Regions from separate parts of the Mus musculus genome. Here region 1 is linked to region 2. Evidence: chromatin contacts called from public HiChIP or PLAC-seq data. All regions are on one chromosome and are shown on one strand. Each heading gives the region's core, a stretch centred on a gene start, on an enhancer-like site or on the middle of the called end of the contact. The rest is flanking DNA. Distances are from core to core; before and after follow the strand shown.

What was found. HiChIP or PLAC-seq counts read pairs in DNA pulled down with a chosen protein or histone mark.
Region 1: an H3K27ac HiChIP or PLAC-seq map of heart atrium shows a contact between it and region 2, with 7 read pairs. The contact joins the promoter of Wls here to the enhancer-like site in region 2. A contact is called at or near these places in 1 of 39 promoter capture datasets (epiblast stem cells), 1 of 15 datasets of contacts at CTCF or cohesin (the NIH/3T3 cell line), 1 of 484 Hi-C or Micro-C datasets (the HL-1 cell line) and 6 of 115 datasets of contacts at active chromatin or transcription factors (the SCID.adh cell line, embryonic stem cells, heart atrium and 2 more).

What each region holds. Positions count from the first base shown.
Region 1 is chr3:159,837,273-159,841,978 of GRCm38.p6, forward strand. Wls (wntless WNT ligand secretion mediator) reads left to right here and starts at 2,378. Exons shown (of 12, transcript NM_026582.5): 1 at 2,378-2,775. The coding sequence starts at 2,670.
Region 2 is chr3:159,784,114-159,788,944 of GRCm38.p6, forward strand. No RefSeq gene overlaps it. Among named protein-coding and RNA genes, the nearest start is that of Wls, 53 kb to the right of the region's middle. Within about 2 kb of position 1,683, at least 3 of the 459 cell types and tissues checked have an H3K27ac peak or open chromatin away from gene starts, as enhancers often do. A contact at or near this core is called in heart atrium, where this site is marked.

The DNA.
Region 1 (4,706 bases), core at 1,128-3,627, 54 kb after region 2:
AAGCCTTTTTTCTACATATTTATGTTATCAAATTGGGAAATGAATTTTGATAGTCATTATTAATATTTACAAAGACAACAGAAACTGAAATTTAAAAGCATCTCATGGAGAAACTCCTATCACAAAACCCACTCTATGAGAAAAGAATAACACATTTACTCAAAGCTTTCCATTATATATGCAAAGAAACCTATTCAAGACCAATGATACATGGAAGGTAACTGTAATGGTTTGAATGAGATTGCCTCCATAGGCTTATGTATCTAAACACTTGTTTCTCAATTGGTAGAACCTTTTGTTCTGTTTTGTGTTGTTTTGTTTTGTTTTGGGAAGGAGGAAGAAATGTGGTCTTATCAGAGAAGAGTTTTCACCAGGGGTAGAATTTGAAGTTTCAAACGGCTCAGGGATTCCCTGTTATCTTTCCCTCTCCCTCCTACTTGGGAATCAACTGTTCCTTTGCCATACCTTTACTCTAAAATCATGAACTCTCACTCACTGGCACTGTAAGTCCATATAAACTCTTTATTCTAGAAATTGTCAAGGTCATGATGTGTTATCATGGATATAGAAAAGTAACTAAGACTCTATCTGATTTTATGCTTAGGCTTGATGAAGCAGGGACGGTGATATAAAAAGATGATTCTTAAAGGGCCATGAGCCAATTGAAATGAACACTTCAGTTTTAGCAATCCCATTATCCAGTTTCCAGCAGGATCCCTATGGAATAAGGATATCAATTTCTTCCTCCCTTCCCTCCTTTTTCCTTTTCCTTCCTTCTTTTTCTCTCCTCCTCCTCCTCCTCCTCCCTCTTTCTTCTTCTTCCTCTCTCTCTCTCTCTCTCTCTCTCTCACACACACACACACAGCAATTACAATTTGGAAAATCATTATACAGTGAATCACAACTACCCTGTAGTTCCTTCAGAATACTCTTGAAGTTTTGATATAATCTCTAGTGCTCAGGAAGGAAAAGAAAACACATTAAGATTGTAAGCAAATGTTGGACAAGTAACTGAAGGAAGAAGAGGACAGTAAATAGTTCCTCCACAGGAAGATGACAAGAAGCAAGAAATCAGGTATGCTGGTGGCTTTGGAAACCTGTACTGGGAGGCCAGGAGGTACCTTTATAAAGCTAATGTGTGATTTGAGTTGCATTGGCTAAATAGACAGTTTATGAAACATGGAAAAACCAGGCCCTGGAGTTTGGGTCAGCCTTATCAAGAAATCTCTTAAGATCACCACTTTTCCTTGGATGTAGTGTATCAATATAAGTAAATCTCTCAAAGAGCTAACATTCTCTTTCCTCCTCTGCCTTCCATGGGGTTTGAATCTAGGACCTCAGATCAAGTTAAACAAGAGGCCCAGATCACTTTTTAGTTTTTGTTTTGAGATAGGGTCTCTAAAATTATCCAGGTTGGTCGTAAATTACTAATCCTCCTGACTCAGCCTCCTAGTAGCTGTGACCACCCACCTGAAACTCTAACTGGTACTATTTAACATGTATACTACCTACCCAACTAAAGTCCTTTAGGCTTTTTAAATGCAAGCTGTGGGCTTGCTTAAACATTCACTCATTTATTCATTCCACCAAAGTTCATGCAGGGTCTCCTAGTGTGAGAATTTTGTTAGGCACTGAGGGGTGGGGGCAGATACAAAGAGAATTGAACTTGGTCCCAGTCTCCCAGAAATTTACAGCTTAGTAATGGAAACAAATGTGCATTCATAAGACCTTATAGAAGGTGAAAATGTGAGAGCATGATTGGAGGGGATCGACCCTTGGAACATAAAGGTGGTGTAAAAAACCAAAACAAGAATTTTAAAACAAGTCGAGTTTTCAATGAACTTTAAAGCGTTTAGGTAATAGTCAACACCAAGACTGGCAGTCCAGGGTAGAGTAAGGAACAGACGTTTGATTTGTCTGGATAATAAGGCTCTTGAAGGGCCGTGTAATGAGGAATTTAGCGGGTTATAATTCCAGGATAGGGCAAGGCAGAAGGTACCAGAACAGAGACCTTATTTCTTCTCTTTATACTTTGACTTAACTTCATTAGACTCCTTTTTAAAATTCACCTCTTTCCTAGCGTTCAAATGGCTGGTGGTGGGGTGGGTTCAACATGTAAGTTAAGGGTTTGCAAAGAGGCCCATGAGTAACTTAAATCCCATACTTTGGGAACCCGAAAAGGAAACATGGTAGAGACTGCGTATGCCAAGCCCATTTAACAACACCAGCCACCCGACCCCCCTCAAGATGTTAGCTGTTGCCGGGGCAAGCTGCAGGCCAGACCTGAGGGCGGGTAGCCAGAGCTGGCGGGAGCTGAGATCCCTGAACTGGCGGGCCAGGGTTGAGGAAGAGAGGGAGGGAGGGAGGGAGGAAGCGCGAGAGGGAGGGAGGAAGAAAGAGAGGGAGGCGTGTCATGTGATCCGCTTCCCTGCTTCTTTAAGCGTCCACTGGCTGCCGGGCGGCCGCAGTCTCAGCTCTGGGCATCTGGGGAGCCCAAGCGGCTTCGCCCAGGCATCCGCGCGGGCGCCTGCGGTCTGTCCCACCTCCTCTGCTAACGCACCCTTGAAGTTTTGCAGCACCAGGAAAAGAGGGCAAGGAAGAAGGAGAGGGGAAGCGAAAGCATACCCTAAAACATTTACTTAAAGGAGAAAAGAAAGGGGGTCGCAGAAATGGCTGGGGCAATTATAGAAAACATGAGTACCAAGAAGCTCTGCATTGTTGGAGGGATTCTTCTGGTTTTCCAAATCGTTGCCTTTCTGGTGGGAGGCTTGATCGGTAAGTGTGAGAGCTGCAAACTTTCCCCTTTCCCTTTCTTCGGCCCTTCCCTCTTTTGCCTCTTGGGCTACTTGTTACAGTATCGCTGCCTTGCCTCTATGATCTAATTAGTCCGGCTATTGTGCTTAAGAAAGCAGAGCTCCATGGGGCTCCATGGGGCACAATCCAGTCTAGTGGCAAAGAGAAAAGGAGGGGAAAAGTTTTGGCCTAGTTTCAGTATCCACTTGAAAGGCAGGAGGGGGTGGGGGTGGATCTTAAGCATGGCGACGGATCGCGAGGAAGTGCTGGGTCGCAAAGTTGATTGCTCCCCGTGCTCTTTCCCTCGCCCGCCCCCCTTTCCCTCTCGGTTCCCTTCCAATCAGCACCGGGAGGGCAACGTAATCGACTTTATTAGGAATAACAGGGGAGTCGGGAGCTAAGCCCTGTGCCAGCCGCGAGCTGTTACTGGCTGTGGCTTGTGTAAATGCATTAGGTTGTCTCGGCGAGGGACTAGAGCTGGTTTTAGGGTCTCAACCTTTAAGCCCTTGGCTTCCATGCCGCCACCCCACCCATCTCTGGCGGTGGACTTGTTTGAACTGAGGACTCATAGAGTGGTTTGGGAGAGTCCTGGCCCTCTCAGCACGAACTTGGAGAGGGCGTAGGAGAAAGCCTGTCTGAAAGGTGTTGCTTTTGCCTCTTGTCCCCTCTGCCATCTCCCCTCCCCCTCTGCTTTGAGCCCCAAGATCCAGTGAGTCTGAAGCCTGAGGTCCTCCCCTGGCGCCAGGAGGATGTTTCCTGCTCCCTCCTGGGCTGCCCTCAGGTGACAGCTCCCAGGCGCCAGGGAGACTTTCTCAGTGCGCACCAAAAAAAAAAAAAAAAAAAAAGGCTTCGAACGTAACTGACCTTCTGCCTTAGGATCCACTCGGAAAACTCAACTTACTCCTACTGTCTTTTCCACCTCATGTCCCTTTCTCCTCAAGGTTCCGGACATCCTTGGACAAACTTCAGTGCCAACTTCGGAGCGGGCGCTGCTGGGCAGCTTAGCTTCCTTGGGGCTGGCTGTTGCTCTTGGCTGGGTGGAAGAGCTCAAGCAGGGGTCTGTGCTTCTTGAGGGAGTCCCTGGGCAGCGCAGGAGCTCCCTTGAGGGGGTGAGAGTAGTGGGTACGGTGTTTTTCCTATAGACTAGGGTGTGTTGGGTTAGCATTCCAGAGTGTCTGGTAATGGCAATCTTTGTAACACCAGGCTAAGTGTTTTAAACAAAGGAGAGGAGAAGCTTCAAGAAGGGAGTTCTGAGGAGGTCGAGTACACATTTCTAAGCCTCTGTCCTCCATATGGGCAAAGCACACAGAAACACACACACACACACACACACACACACACACACACACACACACACACACACAGCTTTTGTTTCGTTACGCCATGTACAATCTCTTTTTCTCTGAATTGGATTTTCCAGGCTCTTAATACTTCTCTGCTGGGAGCTGTAGGCAGAAGCAGTCTCAGTGATTACACCGCGGTTACAATTACACCTCTTGTTTCCCTTGATGAGCAGTTGCAGTTGGATGCTATTGGATCTTGTGTGATTTCAGTGGCAGACCATCATAAAATTTCTTGCACCTTGTGCTTTCAGGATTAAATTGGCCTATTATCCTTGCCTGACCTTCTCCTTTGAGGTTTTTTGCACACAGTAAACCATTACAGTTTCCTGTAGCTGCACCCCACCCCACCCCACGAAGCTGATGTGGGCCCACATACCTCTTGGTTCCTGTAGTAGGTTCCCTATAGCACTTCTGGAACTAGCATGTTTTCTGGAACCTCACCATTACAGTGGAGATCCCAAAGACCCCCTGCAAGTGTTTGCTGGACATTAGAATTACCAGTTAGAGCAGTTGTTTGCTCAAATTAGGGTTGTTTGAAGTAGGAAGTAAGTAGTGCTAAGGTTGTTCCCA
Region 2 (4,831 bases), core at 433-2,932:
ATAGAGCAGCCTTAGGGAATGGCCAACCAATGACTGTCCCAAATTGAGCCTTATTCCATGGGCAAGAACCAATCCCTAATACTATTAGTGATACTCTGTTATGTTTGCAGACAGGAACCTTTCATAACTGTCCTCTGAGAGGCTCCACCCAGCAGCCAATGGAAAGAGATGCAGAGACACATACCCAAACATTAGGTGGAGCTCAAGAATTAGGGGAAAGACCTGAAGAGGACAGAAACTCCACAGGAAGACCAACAGAGCAAACTAATCTGAACCCTTGGGGGCTCCCAGGGACTGAATCCTTCCACATATGTAGTAGACGAGCATCTTGGTCTTCATGCAGGTTCCTCAAAACCTGAGCAGGGATTGTTTCTGAGTCTGCTTTCTGCCTGCCTGTGGATTCCACACCCCTAATGGACAGCCTTGTCTGGTCTCAGTGGGAAAGGATATACCTAGTCCCACAGCAACTTGATGGATCTCTGCTCCACTGCTCTGAGCCAACATGACCCTCAGTCTAAAAGCACCTATTCTACCTAGTTCAAGTCTGTGCAGGGTTAATGGAAAATAGACTTTAAAAAGCCTGTAATCAGTAAGGCATTCAAAATAAGCTGGTATGATGGTTAATCCCTTTCATTGCAAGTAGTAGGGGGTAAGTTAGTGACACTAAAAGTCTTCCTTTACATCAACCTGTCCCATAGAGTCACCTCTACAAAATACCCAAAAGTAAGCTCATTGTTTTCAAAAAGTAAAAAGCAGCAACATTTCAAATTATAGACAACTAGAAGTTGACATTATTATGTGGGGAGTTTTCTTAGAGACAAGTCTGTTTTCTGAGATTTCTTCTGTTGTTTGTTTATTTTGGTGTGGCAGCAGGTAAGCATTGCTTGAAAACAATTTGGCACCAAAATATTGAAGAAATTTCTCTCTCTCTCTCTCTCTCTCTCTCTCTCTCTCTCTCTCTCTCTCTCTCTCTCTCACCCATTTTCTCCATCTTTACAATGTATGAGCTCACTGTTGAGTTTTAATGGCTCCTTACATGTTTCCTTAGGCACCCTAACTAAGTGGCAGCTGGGACCTAAAGGTCATTCCACACTGAATAAAATATCAAAATATAATCAATCCTAAATCTTAGCAAAAGAGCTAAGAAAACAATTCAAAATTATACCTCCAACTTAAGAACCTTGCATGCCACCCAATCATAAGTAGAAATTTTCAACACTTTGAAATTTAAAGAAACAAAGCATCATTCCTTATAGCACTTAAGTACCTACTAATGTATTTACTTTGCTTAGTTGCTCTTCATATTGACAACTGAAAGTTACAATTTCAGTGCTGCAAGAATTCTAAAGAACAGAAGGTCAACATTCCTGTCACCATTGCATCTGGCTAAATCAAACCCTGACCAGTCTCTTTCTCTAGGGCCTTTATCTATCTCTTAACTGAACTTGTTCACCTTCCTCTAAGAAATGTTTTTCTTTTCTCTTATCTTTCTTTCTTTGTTGTTTTAATTTCTTTTCTTCCCAGCTGCTGTCAGCTAACTCATTAATCCTCAGTGGGAATCTTAGGATTAAAACTGGGGAGAGTTCATATATAGCCTTGCCAATATATTTGCTTTTAAGGATTTAATTCTCCCCACTTGGATCCAGCCAGTTTCCACAACAAACACGGATCACCAGAAGTGCTCCTCGGCTCTCAAAGGCTCTCACTTGGCTTTGCATCATAGACACCAAAGGACAGAATTCTTCAGCTATTTTAATCATTGGCAGCAAAAGTTTCTCATTTGTCACTTTGCCTCCTTTCCTTGCAACCAGGGGCTTGTTAGACTTCCCAAGAGAAATGCAGTGGCTTCCAACCTTTCATTAAAGAAAAATCCAAGTGGCAGATGCAGTACACATACACACACACACACACACACACACACACACACACACACACCCCACAGTCAAGCCTTGGCTGAAAGACTCTTTGCTCCAAATGCTCTGCAGTTCAATCAGAGTAACTCCAGTTAGTAAAAATAGCTCTGCCCACTGAAGGTTCTGAGCAGGTTTAAACCAGTTAAAATACCTCATTCAATATAACAAAATGTGAAGCTGATGAAACAGGTTTTGTGCCAACTTTACAAATGAAAAAATTGAGGGTGATAGATATAAAGCTTATACAATCGGCTTAGAATGGTGCTGAGGCTTAAGCCTCAGGCTTTCTGGCTTCAGAGACAAATCCTAATATGAAAATAATCAGTGTTAGACTTTAACATCCGTACTGCTGTCCATCATAGAAAGAGCTCAGGATTGAGAATTAAGAAGTTTGAGTCTCTGATTAGCTATCAGCAAATCAGTTTATACCTTGATTTTATTGATTTGAGGTAGAATTAAGTCAGACATCTAATCTTCGTTCATTCATTATTATTTTTTTCTTACACAATTTATATTATAGTGACTTTTTCACTAAAGAAAATGTCTTAAACTTTATGAAAATAAAAAGATAAAATTAATTGGACATGTGCATCATGTCTTTAATCCCAGTACTATGTATACAGAGTCAGACAAATTTCTGTGAGTTGGAGCCAGCTTGGTCTACATAACGAGTTCCAGGAAAGCCAGGGCCACCTAACGAGTGAGAGACCCTGTTCCAGAAAACAAACAAACAAAATAAAAATCCCATCACCCACAAATAAGTAAAATACACACACACACACACACACACACACACACTCCTGGAATGCAGTCTTCCAGGACTGCACAATACAGCACTATCCTATCCTTTAGCCATGTGGTAACTTTCACCATGGTATATACTAGTAGGGCTTCAAAACTGTAGGTGAAAACCCTAGTTAGCCCTGTTCCCTCTCAAGTCAAAACCAAAAGGGCTATTCCTGCCCTTTTCATTCTTAGTACTGCCGAAGTTATAAGAGAAGCTAAAACAGATGGTATTAAGTCTTTCACTAAGCTAAATATTAACGATATTAGCAAAACATTGAACAATTCCTCTTTTTAACCACTTTTTTAAAGTTTGGGACAATACTATTTTCCAAAAAATTAACTTATTTGCATTAATATATAATAGGCTTATTATTTTAAAAGTAATTACAGTTAAATGTCTCAGATATCTTAGCTTAATTTCAAATACGGATAATGTTGGTAGATCTAATTACCATAACAAAAGATCTCCAGAACCCTTTTTTTTCCAACTGTTGGTGACTGAACCTAGGACCTTGCATTATCTGGGCAAGTACTCTATTGTGGGGCAATGGGCTACACACAGACAGCCTGATCTCCAGTTGAGCTTAGGTCTTGAACCCCGGTGGGACCCAATGAGTGGTAATTTCCACCTACATGGGATGGAAGACATTTGATCATGTCTCCTGGACCCCTGACTCCTGTCAAAGTTACTGCCCCCACAACCCCCACAAGAGAGGTGTGTGGCTATCAGTCATGTAGACAATGTCCCAAGCTTCTGGCATTCTGGCTAGACTCCTCCCCACAGTTACCTAGCAACAGCAAGATAGCCCAGCCTACTATAAGAGAAGCTGCTTGGCCCCACCTCTCTCTCTCTAAGCTTTTACCACTCCTATCTCTAGCCTTCCATCTTTTTCTCTCTCTCTTCTCCCTTCTCTCCATGTGGCCATGGCCAGCCTCTCCCTCTCTCTTTCTACCTTCTCTCTTTCCCCCTGCCTTTCTACAATAAAGCTCTAAAACCATAGCCTGTCTCTGATCATGAAGGCCCATGGTGCTTGAACAATGAGATAGGCTTTCTCCTAATGAGCTGCAGCTAACCTCCTGCCAGAGGGCCTTCCTAAACTGCAGCCATGGACCGGACTAAGGACTCCCTGCGTGGGAACCACCCAGTGCCCCCCTCTTCCCCTACCCTCTCCTGCCTTCCTCCCTGGAGCGCCTCCGCTGTATCCAGCATGGGATGCCAGAGGCTGAGAACCCGTTACCTGGGGATGCCTCTTGTCTACCACCCACCGTGTGGGGTCAGTGGCCTAACACAGCCAGATGCCCACTCGGGGGCCGTGTGAAAAGCATCCTGCAGTCCTCCCACATCTGCCGGCCCAGAGCATGGGAACTCTGACAGGACTCGTGTTCTCTCCCACTCCCCTCTTCCCAAACACCCACTGCCCAACACTCTATCTCTGAGCTAACTCACCAATCCCTCTAAGTAATTTTTAAGATAATAAATGTTTGCTTTTGATACCAAAATATCTGACCATGTATGAGGCCATTAAAAACATCAGATCTATAATGTATTAGCTGAAATATAAGTTAAAATTAATTTGCTAGAGAACGTCCTTGAACATGAAAAGTAAAAACTCACCCATAACAATTAGTCATGATGAATAGTTGGCTTTTTCTGAACATCTAGGATGACTATAAAGAGATTGAGAAAATAAAAGGAAATGTAATAACAAAGAGTTTATCTTGGTTTATAAACAGGAGAGAACTGAATTTCAGCAACTGAGCCTCCAACATTGTGACACATGCTTGCCTGGCCCTCACCTGGAAAAGCATTGAAAGTTTTGTTTCACTGAGAGATTGCACTATAAATTATTTTATTTTTAAGTTAAGTTAATTTAAATAAAATTGTTTTGAAGAGTTTGCTTTGTTTTATATCTACAAATGACCTGTCTCCTAAAAATTAATTCTTTATGCTGTCAAGAAACTGATGAAAACTTTGAGGCACCATAGCTATGATTTTTAACCATATACTTAAATAAGTCAACAAGTTAAGCAATGTATTTTGGCAGTTTTACCAGTTAAAGCCTATAACTATATAGTCATAAAGTAGTTGTGAATACCAGCTGGAAACATGACTGCAACAGTGTAACTGTAAA